Linked DNA regions of Oryctolagus cuniculus: regions 1 and 2 are each linked to region 3. Evidence: chromatin contacts called from public Micro-C data. All regions are on one chromosome and are shown on one strand. Each heading gives the region's core, a stretch centred on a gene start, on an enhancer-like site or on the middle of the called end of the contact. The rest is flanking DNA. Distances are from core to core; before and after follow the strand shown.

Region 1 (3,259 bases), core at 552-3,051, 180 kb after region 3:
CTGCGCTGCTGTCACCTTCTACCTGCAGCAACCTTAAGCCTACAACAGAAGCTTCACCATCAAGGAAGGGGTCCTGGGGCATTGTGGTAAGGTGGTCAGCAAGCAGACCAGGTGTCATGAGACCCCCTACCCTTTCACTGTGACGAGGACAGGGCCCAGCACGCCCGTAGTGTTCCAGCACGGGTCAGTCTGGGAGGTCAGCACTGAACAACGCCTGTCTGCTCTTTATTCAACCAACACTTACAGTGGACAGCCTCAGTGCAGCTCTGCCAGGGACTGGGGACACACGGGTGAAGAGTGCATGCTCCCTGCTCCAAGGCTGCCAGGGGAGGGAGCAGACAAGTGTGCGTATGAAGACAACATAGTGTGGTAAGTCCTAGCCAACCACGAGAAGTGCTAACAGGGAGATAGGACACATGTTATCTCATTCAGTCCTCCAAACTGGCCTGGGAGGCGGCCACATCTTCCCCACTCCACAGGCCCAGGATTCAAAGCCCAGTCCTCTCCTCACCCCTGTCCAGCATCTGACTCCCCCGTGTTTCTGCTCCAGCTCAGGCGGCTCCCTACGCTCTCTCCACAACCTTTGCTCCCATCCCTGCCAACTTCCAAGGAGTCTGTTTTCCTCCTAAGACGAGATGAGTCCTGATTCTGGGACAATGGGCTTTGGAGGGATAGAGGTGGCCTCTGGGGCAGCTGTGAGGGGCACCAGCTAGTTCTGGGGGTGGGGCAGGAATGGAGGGACTCGCCACCTACCTGGGGCATAGCTCAGCACCCTGACACTGGGCTCCTCTACAGCCAGCACCTGGAACATCATGTCCCGGGCAGCCTTCCCTGCACAGTACAGCGCCCAGCCCTTGAAGGGCTGCAGGGCACACAGCGACGAGATGTTCACCACAGTCCTGCTGAGGCCAGGACTGGCAGGAAACGCCTTCAGGATGCAGGAGGTCAGGCAGAGCATGGAGGTCAAATTCAGGGCCCAGTAGCTGTTCACTTCAGCTGGGTCACTCAGGTTCACGAAGTTTTTGGACACATCTCCAAGAGTGCCTGAAAAAAGCAGATCTTAGGAATAACCCAGGCAGGTGGGACTTGTTGTTCATTCAGTTTGTCCCAAATTTCTTCAGAGGGAAGAAGAACCTGCCCAGCACTTCTGAAGACGTTCCCTCTCTCCTCTTTCTCAGCTCTGTGGACAGACATACGTGGAGAACCCACCCACCCCAAGTTGCAGGCTGGGAGCCACCTGTCTCCTCTGGGGGCCTGTGGAGAACTTTGGGATTCACCCCGGCCGGAGGCAGGCCTCCGCCAGGGGGCGCTGTGCAGGAGCTCCGGAAGGTTCCACCGGGCGCTTTGGGAAAACCGCTGGCTGAACCGTCCGGGGAAGGGGTCGCCCCGACGGCACCGGGCCTTCCCTCCGAAGCCCTCGCCTGTCCTGTGACTGCGGCGGGAATACCTAGGATCCGATCATCCAGGCGGGCCCGCCCCCCGCGCGTCTTACCCGCGTTGTTGATGAGCAGCAGCCGCTGCAGCCCCTCGGGCCTGGGAAGCTCGCGGAGGGCGCCGAGCAGCTGCTGCAGGCCGGCCTCGGCGCCCAGGTCAGCAGGCACCCGCATTATGCGCAGGCCGGGCTGCCCGGCGCTCAGCTCGACCTCCAGCTGCCGCAGCGCCTCGTCGTTGCGGGCGTTTAGGACTAGCAAGGAGCCCGGCGCCAGCAGCCGAGCCAGCAGCGGGGCCAGCGCCCGGCCGAAGCCGCGGGAGGCCCCGGTCAGCACGCACACGGCGCGCCCCAGGCCGCCGCCACCCTCCATGCCACCGAGCTGTGCTCGTCTCCGGGACTCTGGACCCACAGAGGCAGCAGGCGGCCGCGGTGGGCGGAGCCGCGGGGGGCAGGGGGCGGTGCCCGGGGCCGGTTCCCCTGGCCGCTAGTGGTGGAAGCGCGGGCGCGCCACGACCCCAGTCAACGCGAGAGGCCGAGAGGTGCGGGCAACCTTAGCCGGGTTCCTGGCGCTGCGGAGTTCGTCGCCCGTCGCGTGCGCATGCGCAGTCGCCGCCGGACCACGCGCTCGGAGTTCCACTCAACTCCGCGCCCGGCTGGTCTCCTTCAGGGCCCGCGGCGGCGCGCGGCGCAGAGCATCCTGGGTACTGCCCGCGAGGGCCCGGGTGAAGCCAACGCACATCCGGGGCCTGCGGCCCCTGCTGGGCCTCGGGGGCCAGGGTTCCCTACGCTCTGATTTGCAGAAGCTTCGTCTGGCAGGACCACTCCCCGCTCCGGCCTCGCAGACTGCGGGGATTCGGCACCCTGGCGGAGTAGTGGTCACTTTAGGCGTCGGAGGACAAGCTGGGGGAAGCGGAGTCCCCTCCACCCATTCCCGTGACATGTATGAGATTCCTGCCATGTGCCAGGCTCTGAAGAAGCAGTCGGGAAGGACGAGAGGATGGGTGACATCCGGCCTCGCCGCCTCTGAAGCTCGCGGGGAGCGGCCGTGCATGGCGCGCTGACCCGCGGAGGGAGCCGGGCGGCGTGGGTCCCACCCTCGCCTGCTGGCGCGTCTTGCAGGTGGTAGTCCAGGGGAAACGCAGCAGCTGGAATCCTTTAACCCGCTCAGCGTCTCCACCGTGGTCCACAGCCCCGAGTTTAGGAGTGTTGAAAAACTCCAGGTGATTTTCACGTGCTGACACGTTTGCGAGTCACTGCAGTAGCAACTGACAGTAACATTTTCTGTAAAGATACAAACACCTGAAAGGTGAGAAACGTGTGGAAAAGCCCAAATCTGATACAGGGTATTAGTGGAGGAATTGGTACGATTTGAATACAGTTAGTTGTTGGCATTGCATTTTTCCTGATTTTAACCAGCAAACTGTTACATAAAAGAAGTCTTTGTTTTTGAAGGTACAGGGATGTATTTAGAAGTAAAGGGGCATTTCATCTGCAACTCACTCTCAAATGTTTTAGGATGAAATCAAGTGGATAAAAAAAGAATTGTAATATGTTAACATTTAGGAAATCTGGATTAAAGGTGTACAGGAGTTCTTTGTACTGTTTTAGCTTAAAAAAAAAATTAAAACTCTAAGGTGGACGTTTAGTCCAGCAGTTAAAACTGTGCTTAGGATGGCTCCTTCTCCTAACTCCAGCTTCCTCCTAATTGCAGACCCTGGGAGGCAGCAAGCAGGTCAAGGCTCCAGTCATTGAGTTGCTGCCACTCCTGTGGGAGATCTGGACTTAGGTCTTGGCTTTGGGCTTAGACCCTGGCCCAGTCCATTGCTG
Region 2 (3,162 bases), core at 409-2,908, 160 kb before region 3:
GCTAATGAACCAACCATAGAAGCCTGTCTAATGTCGCCAGTCAGAGGCCGGGTCCTCCCACCTCTAAGCGCTGTACCCACCTACCCTGTGGATGCCCAACCACATTCAGCAAGCACGAAACATGCGTTTGTTTAATAACTGAGTGCACGAATTAAAGTACGAGTGGAGAAGTCTGTTTCCAAGCATGCGGGCCGACTGAAACCGTGGGTTCGGCCATGCCGGTTGTAGGAAACACGCGTCTTTACGTCCCGCGCTTTCCAAGCCGGACGCCGACCGCCTAAGCACACTCGGCCTGCACTCGATTTGCCCACAGGACCCGACTGTGGGGGACCGGGGAGCCGAAAAAGGGGTCCCCTACGTGGGTTCGTGGCCCCACAGCACCCTGGGACTTGTAGTCCCCAGACGGCCCGATCACAGCCTGCAGCCCCACACAGCCTTGGCTAACGGCTCCTGTTCCGTGCCCAGGAGAAGGCAGGCCGCGATGGGCTGGGGTCGCCCAAGCCTACAGATCGGGGCGAGGACAGCGGCCGGAGGCGGGAAAGGGTCCTACGGAGCGGATCCCTGGCCGGACGCCCCAGATACCAGCCAGATGGCAGCAGATGCCGACGGATGCGCGAGACGCCACTCACCATCATCTTGGAAGCTTATTCAGTAGCCCGCTACTCCTCCTCTCTTCTCTGTGTGCGGGCCGCCCAGCAACCCCACAATGCCTCGCGCTAGAGAACTTCCCAGAAGCTTCGCCAGGTCGTTGGGCCGGGAGAGGAAGCGAGCAGGCCACTTCCGCCACTCTATGGTTCGCTACCACCGAGTCGCTGTGCCTAGAAAGGCAGACACTGGAGCTAAGGGGGCGCTCTAGCGAGGGGCGTGGCTGATCACGGGGGTCGAGGGTTTCAGTCTCGCGTCTCTCGTTGAGCGGGGCGGGGCGGGGCAGGAGGGAAGGGGAGGCGGTCCTTTCTCGGCCCAGAGCACCTACTAACCTTCATTCAGTCCCCGAAAGCCAGACCACGGCATTAATGAATCTCCGGGAGTGAGCTCCTTTACGCCTCACAACTCTCAATGCGTGTGTACCATGATTGTGCCTACTTTACACGCGAGGGACGTGGAGCTGGCGGCTAACAAAGGTGTTAGTCACAAGCGGACAGGGGAGCGCAGCGGGCCTGGGAACCTGGCCCCCATGGCCGATATCTGGCTGCGCACTAGCCAGAGGCTCCTCGTGGTTGGGGTGCAGAGTCGTGGCCCCAGTGCCTTTCGACAGTGGGCAGAGGACCACCGGGGCGCCCGACGAGAAGGCGGGAAGGAGAAAAGCACAGCCTGATAGCAGGCAAATCGTCTTTGAGCGAGGCGGCCTCGGGGAGGATCCGGCCCGACACCGGGAGAGCTGACGGCGGCTCAAGCGAGTCATGCGGGGTTCCCACCTCCGCTTCCGAGTGCTTCCACGTCCGCCCGCCCTCGCTCCCGCCCACCGCTGGATACAAATATAAACTGGGAAACGCTGGGGCGGGCCTAGGGTGGAAGCCGGCAGTAGCTATTAAGAGTTTACACCAATGAGCCCTCAGCCCCACTTCTCTCAGCCAATAGGAAGTGGGCTAAGGAGCAGAGACGGAAAGTGTGGCTAGATGAGCAGCTGTCAGAGCCAATCACCCATAGGCCTCGTTTCCGTTCGCCAACCGGCAGCGAGAGCGGGTCTGTGGGCGGGAGGCCACAGCAGCTGTCAGGCTAAAGTCCGACGAGCTACGCGCGGCTGGCCGCCAGGAGGAAACGCGGCGCCCGGCCGGGCCCTGGAGATGGTCCCCGGCGCCGCGGGCTGGTGTTGTCTCGTGCTCTGGCTCCCCGCGTGCCTCGCGGCCCACGGTGAGCGGCAACGGGCGGGGCTGTGCAGCGGGGTGGGGCTGGCCGTCCAGCTTGCGTGCTTCTCGGGCCGGGGGCCACGGGTCACCTTGGGGACCCCGCAAGTTCGGAAAGGGGAAGGTCCGGGGTCGGGCAACCAGAGTGAGGGGGCCCTTGTCCCCGGGGACAGGAGCTGGGCGCTAGGCTCGGAGCCTTCCGCTCCCCACACCAAAGCAGATCCCCTCAACACGCCCCCGCCCTCACCCTCTCCCCTAGGCTGGCGCCGACCCAGGCGACTTAGGGCGCGACCAGGAGGCACGGAAGACAGCTAGCGATGCTGCAAGCTGGAAATATGTGAGCATTCACATACAGAGACAGGGCCACACATTGCTGCACGTGGACTCACGCCCACACACTGTCCATCCGTAGCGACACAACATGTACGCCTGTACACAAACGTGAGCACACACCGATATCCCACGGTTTACTCCGACAAGCGCATTCAAAGGCCGAGCAGGGGTGTGCGTGCGGAGGGGGTGTTTAACACTAGCCTAGAAAGGTTTCCTGAGGGTGTATCCACTCCCAGGACAAAAGGCTCCAGGGCCCAGGAGTAGGTCAGTGCCTGGGTGGTGGACTGGGACAGCTGAAATCACAGCCGCAACCCTGGCGCATAGTTTGTTGACTGGCTAATAGATCTGTGGCAGCCACTTCCATCCTCAACATTGCTTAGTCCCTCTGGGCTAAGACAACCAGGGACTCAAGTCCAAGTAAAACATTAAACTGATGCTGAAGAGGAATTCCCATATCCCAGGAAAACCTGGTTATTCCAGCAATTCTCCTGCTCAGTGCAGTGCAGCTGGACGTAGCTGTTTATTCAACAAGCTTGAGCACCTACTATATCCTAGATACTAAACAAGGCACTGGGGATTCACCACTGACTGAAGCTACAAATTTGCCATCCTTGCCCTGGTGGAGGAGGCAAACATTAAAATACTGTGGATCCTGTAAAAACGGTATTACAAATGACAGTGAACGCATCAGCTGAAAAAACGCACATTTTGGATGAGCAGAGGGAAGGGCAATCATGAGGCCGATTTCTCTGAGAAAATATCACCGGGGCCAGTGTTGTGGCATAGCAGGTTAAGCCACTGCTTGCAATGCCGACATCCCATACCTGTGTGCCAGTCTGAGGCCTGTCTCTGCTCTGCTTCTCATCCAGCTCCCTGTTAATGTGCCTGGGAAGGCAGCAGAACATGGCCCAAGTGCTTGAACACTGCCACCCATGTGGGCAACCAGGATGGAGTTCCTGGGTCCTGGTTTCAGCCTGGCCCAGAC
Region 3 (3,120 bases), core at 211-2,710:
AATTGTTCTAAAGGGCTAGCTAGAATCTCCCTCCGGCTTTTGAGAAATTTGGTTTCTTGTGGTTCAGCCATTCCTGGAAGAGGAGCTCTGACTGCTATAGCCCATGCAACATCCAGAAGACATGTCAACCTCACACCACTCCGTGAGACTAAGGAGACCCAAAGTGGGGTTCCCCAGAGTGGGGATCCAATATCCCTGCCCTCGTGGGTGCAGCAGGCGGCCCAGTGTGGCTCACTGACCCGGTGATTGAGCTGCTGCATTCTGCAGCAGTGTGTTCATTATCCGTGCTGGAGCTTTGTCCACAGCCTGCGGTTCTCCTTGTATTTAAAGTTCTCATTGCTGCTACTTGGTAAACACTACTGAACCCTGGTGCTCAGCTCCCAGTTTGCTTCCTCCCAGCAGTTACCAGAGGGTCTTACTTGGTTCACCAAAGGATGGGGAAGTGGAGGTCTCTGGGGCCCTTTGCTCTCCTGTTTTAACTCAGAGCCAATACATGATTTGAGCCCCAACTGTGAGTCCCCCTGTGCCTGGCTTTGAGGACTTAGCAGGCCCATGGTGCAGTAGTTACAACACCACTTGGAACACCTGCATCTTATAGCAGGGTGCCTGGGTTCCAGTGTGCGTGCTGCTCTCGATTCCTGCCTCCCCTAATGCTCATCCCGGGAGGCAGCAGCTGATGACTTCAGTAGTTGGGTCCCTGGCACCCACGTGGGAGATCGGGACTGAGTGCTGGGCTCCTGACTGCAGCCTAGCTCAGCTCTAGCAGGTGGAAGCATTTGGGGAATGAACCAGTGGATGGGAGCTCCAGCACTTGCTCACTCTGCTTTTCAAATAAAGTTGACACAGTGTTTTTGTTTTTGCTTTTAAAGACACGATCCTTGCCCTGTGGACCTTGTAGTAGGAAACACAGATACTGAAAACCAGAACTAGTTATACATGCAAGACCTGAAAAGGCTGGGCGCTGCGGGAGTCCACGGCGGGTTTTGGGGGGGGGGGTGGCTGATGTGTGGGGAAATGGCAATGTTTAGGTTGAGGTCAGAGCGACCCTGCGTGAGGGGAAGACAAAAGTGTGTCTTGTGCAGAATGTCCCCATTGGCTGCTGGAGAGCACAGAGCAGGGGGCAGAGTGGCGGCAGAACTGTAGGGAGCTCCCCGCAGCGCACCTGCTTGCAAACAGCCTTCCGAGATGAACCCTGCTCCGCCCGGAGTCCTTACTCGTCTGGTCTGGGGTCCGGCCCGCTTGAGCAGGGCCCTTCTGGTCTGGGCTTCAGCTGCAGGGGACAGGTCAACAGCGAAAGGTCGCCCCGCGGGGCCCGCCGGGAACTCAGAGCCGTGCGTTGCCGCCCCTCTCGGCTTGCGGTCCCCGCGGAAGGTGGCGGGCCCTCCGCAGCGCCGGGCTGTCGGGCGGCGGGGCGGGAGAGACTACACTCCCCACAACCCTCTGCGCCTCCGGCTCGCTGCGGTTGCCTGTGGCCAATCGGCAGAGGCCGCCGTGGCGGGGGCCGAGGAGGGACATTTTAAAAGGGCCGGAGATTGCGGGTGTCAGTGGCCATGGCGGATACAGCGACTACAGCACCGGCGGCGGCGGCCGCGGCCAGTGCCGCTAGCGCCTCGACCGACGCACCTCCCTTCCAGCTGGGCAAACCCCGCTTCCAGCAGGTGAGGACCAGGCTGCGGGCTGCAGGTCGGCGGGTGGCACAGGGAGGGCGAGCAAACTCCCTTCTAAAGTCCCCTTCAGCCTGAGGGTCTCCGACCCGCGGCCACCGGAGCCTGCAGCTGGTGCCTCGGGGAGCCTCGGCCACTGCCGCCCCTTCCCATTGGTCACTGGGGCGGGCGAGGACACCCACCCTGCTTCCCTATTGGCCTGTGGCGCCGTCACTCTCCGATTGCCCGCGCCCTCCAGCCTTCCCCGCCCGAGGCGCTCTGTGATTGGCTGCCGCCGGCCGCGGCCCCGGATCCCCGGCACCCGGGTCCGATCGGCTCCCGCGGGGTCGCTCCAGGGCTGTGCAGCTTCCCACGGGTGCCAAGTTCGAGCACGGCCCCGGAGAAGTTGGAGCGCCCGGGATACCTCCTAACTTTTCCCCCGGGTGGAGACTGACGCCCCCGCGGAGCCGCGGGCAGACCCCGCGCGGCCGCGCTCCCGGCCCGCAACCCCACGCCGGGTCCGTGCGGGCTGAGGCTTCGCTGGCGCCGCTGGCCGGCTGCCGGGTACCCCGCGGGGTGGAGCCGGGGCGCGGGAAACGCTGTGTCATCCCCAGGGCCGCTGCCTCTCCGAGGGGCCGCGGCGCGGTGCGGACCCCCTGTTTCTTCGCGGCGTGGTGACCGGGACTTCCGCCGGGTCGCGCCGCAGATCCCGGCCCCGCGGCCTCCGGCGGGGCTCCGCTGGGTGAAAGGCGGAGAGATTCGGCGAGGGGACTCGGCCTGCGGGGTAGCGCGGCGGCGGCCGGAGAGAACTTTCCTGGGAGAGCTCAGAGAGTCGGAAGGCCGGCGGAGGCTGTCTTCTGCGGGGTCGGGGCGGTGGGAGGCGGATGCGCTCCCGCGCAGCGATACTCCAGGGAGCTCCTGAGCCCTCTGGGAAAATGCCTTCAATGCTTCTAATCAGGACTTTTAAAAATAGACGGTCCCGGTATGTAGGTGGTGGAGGGGAGGCTGGCGTCTTACTGCGGGTATCGGGGCCGCCCAGGGTAAGGCGGCGGGGCGCCCCCTCCAGGACCGCCCCTCCATGCGACCTTTAGCCAGGCCCGCAGGCCCACAGCCTCTAGGGAACACTGGCTCCGTTCTTATTGCTCCGGGGTCCTGACTCTCCTATGTACCTTTGGCCCCGCTGTGGGGTCCTCACAGCCTACCCTCCCCACAGTCTGCCCTGCGCTCTCTGGATCTCCCCAAAGCCCCGTCAGACAAGGGCTGACCTTGCCCTACTCTTCCTTACAACCGAGGCATGAGCCCAGTAAAGGTTCCTGGGTTGGGCTTTTATCCCCTGGCACCTGTTACCGGTGAGTGGCACAACAGACACATGCTGAGTACCTGTCAGTGACTTCCGTGCCCCAGCCCTTTGCCCCGGGCACCGTGGGGACCATGGATGGGCATTTGCAGGGCCTTTGCTCCTGGCTGGTCCCTCTCC

What was found. Hi-C and Micro-C count contacts between places; a contact is called where the count stands out from the background.
Region 1: a Micro-C map of ear pinna shows a contact between it and region 3, with 5 times the contacts expected there. The contact joins the promoter of SPR here to the promoter of SFXN5 in region 3. A contact is called at or near these places in 5 of 6 Hi-C or Micro-C datasets (ear pinna, embryonic fibroblasts, psoas muscle and 2 more).
Region 2: a contact with region 3 is called in a Micro-C map of ear pinna, with 5 times the contacts expected there. The contact joins the promoter of PRADC1 here to the promoter of SFXN5 in region 3. A contact is called at or near these places in 2 of 6 Hi-C or Micro-C datasets (ear pinna and an unstated tissue).

The regions. Positions count from the first base shown.
Region 1 is chr2:129,980,947-129,984,205 of mOryCun1.1, forward strand. It overlaps SPR (sepiapterin reductase), which reads right to left and starts at 1,802. Exons shown (of 3, transcript NM_001329081.1): 1 at 1,493-1,802; 2 at 754-1,044. The coding sequence starts at 1,802. EXOC6B (exocyst complex component 6B) reads left to right here and starts at 2,601. Exons shown (of 23, transcript XM_051842763.2): 1 at 2,601-2,738.
Region 2 is chr2:129,649,119-129,652,280 of mOryCun1.1, forward strand. PRADC1 (protease associated domain containing 1) reads left to right here and starts at 1,659. Exons shown (of 5, transcript XM_002709745.5): 1 at 1,659-1,851. The coding sequence starts at 1,785. CCT7 (chaperonin containing TCP1 subunit 7) reads right to left here and starts at 713. Exons shown (of 12, transcript NM_001142260.1): 1 at 630-713. The coding sequence starts at 635.
Region 3 is chr2:129,805,118-129,808,237 of mOryCun1.1, forward strand. SFXN5 (sideroflexin 5) reads left to right here and starts at 1,461. Exons shown (of 12, transcript XM_051837500.2): 1 at 1,461-1,658. The coding sequence starts at 1,551.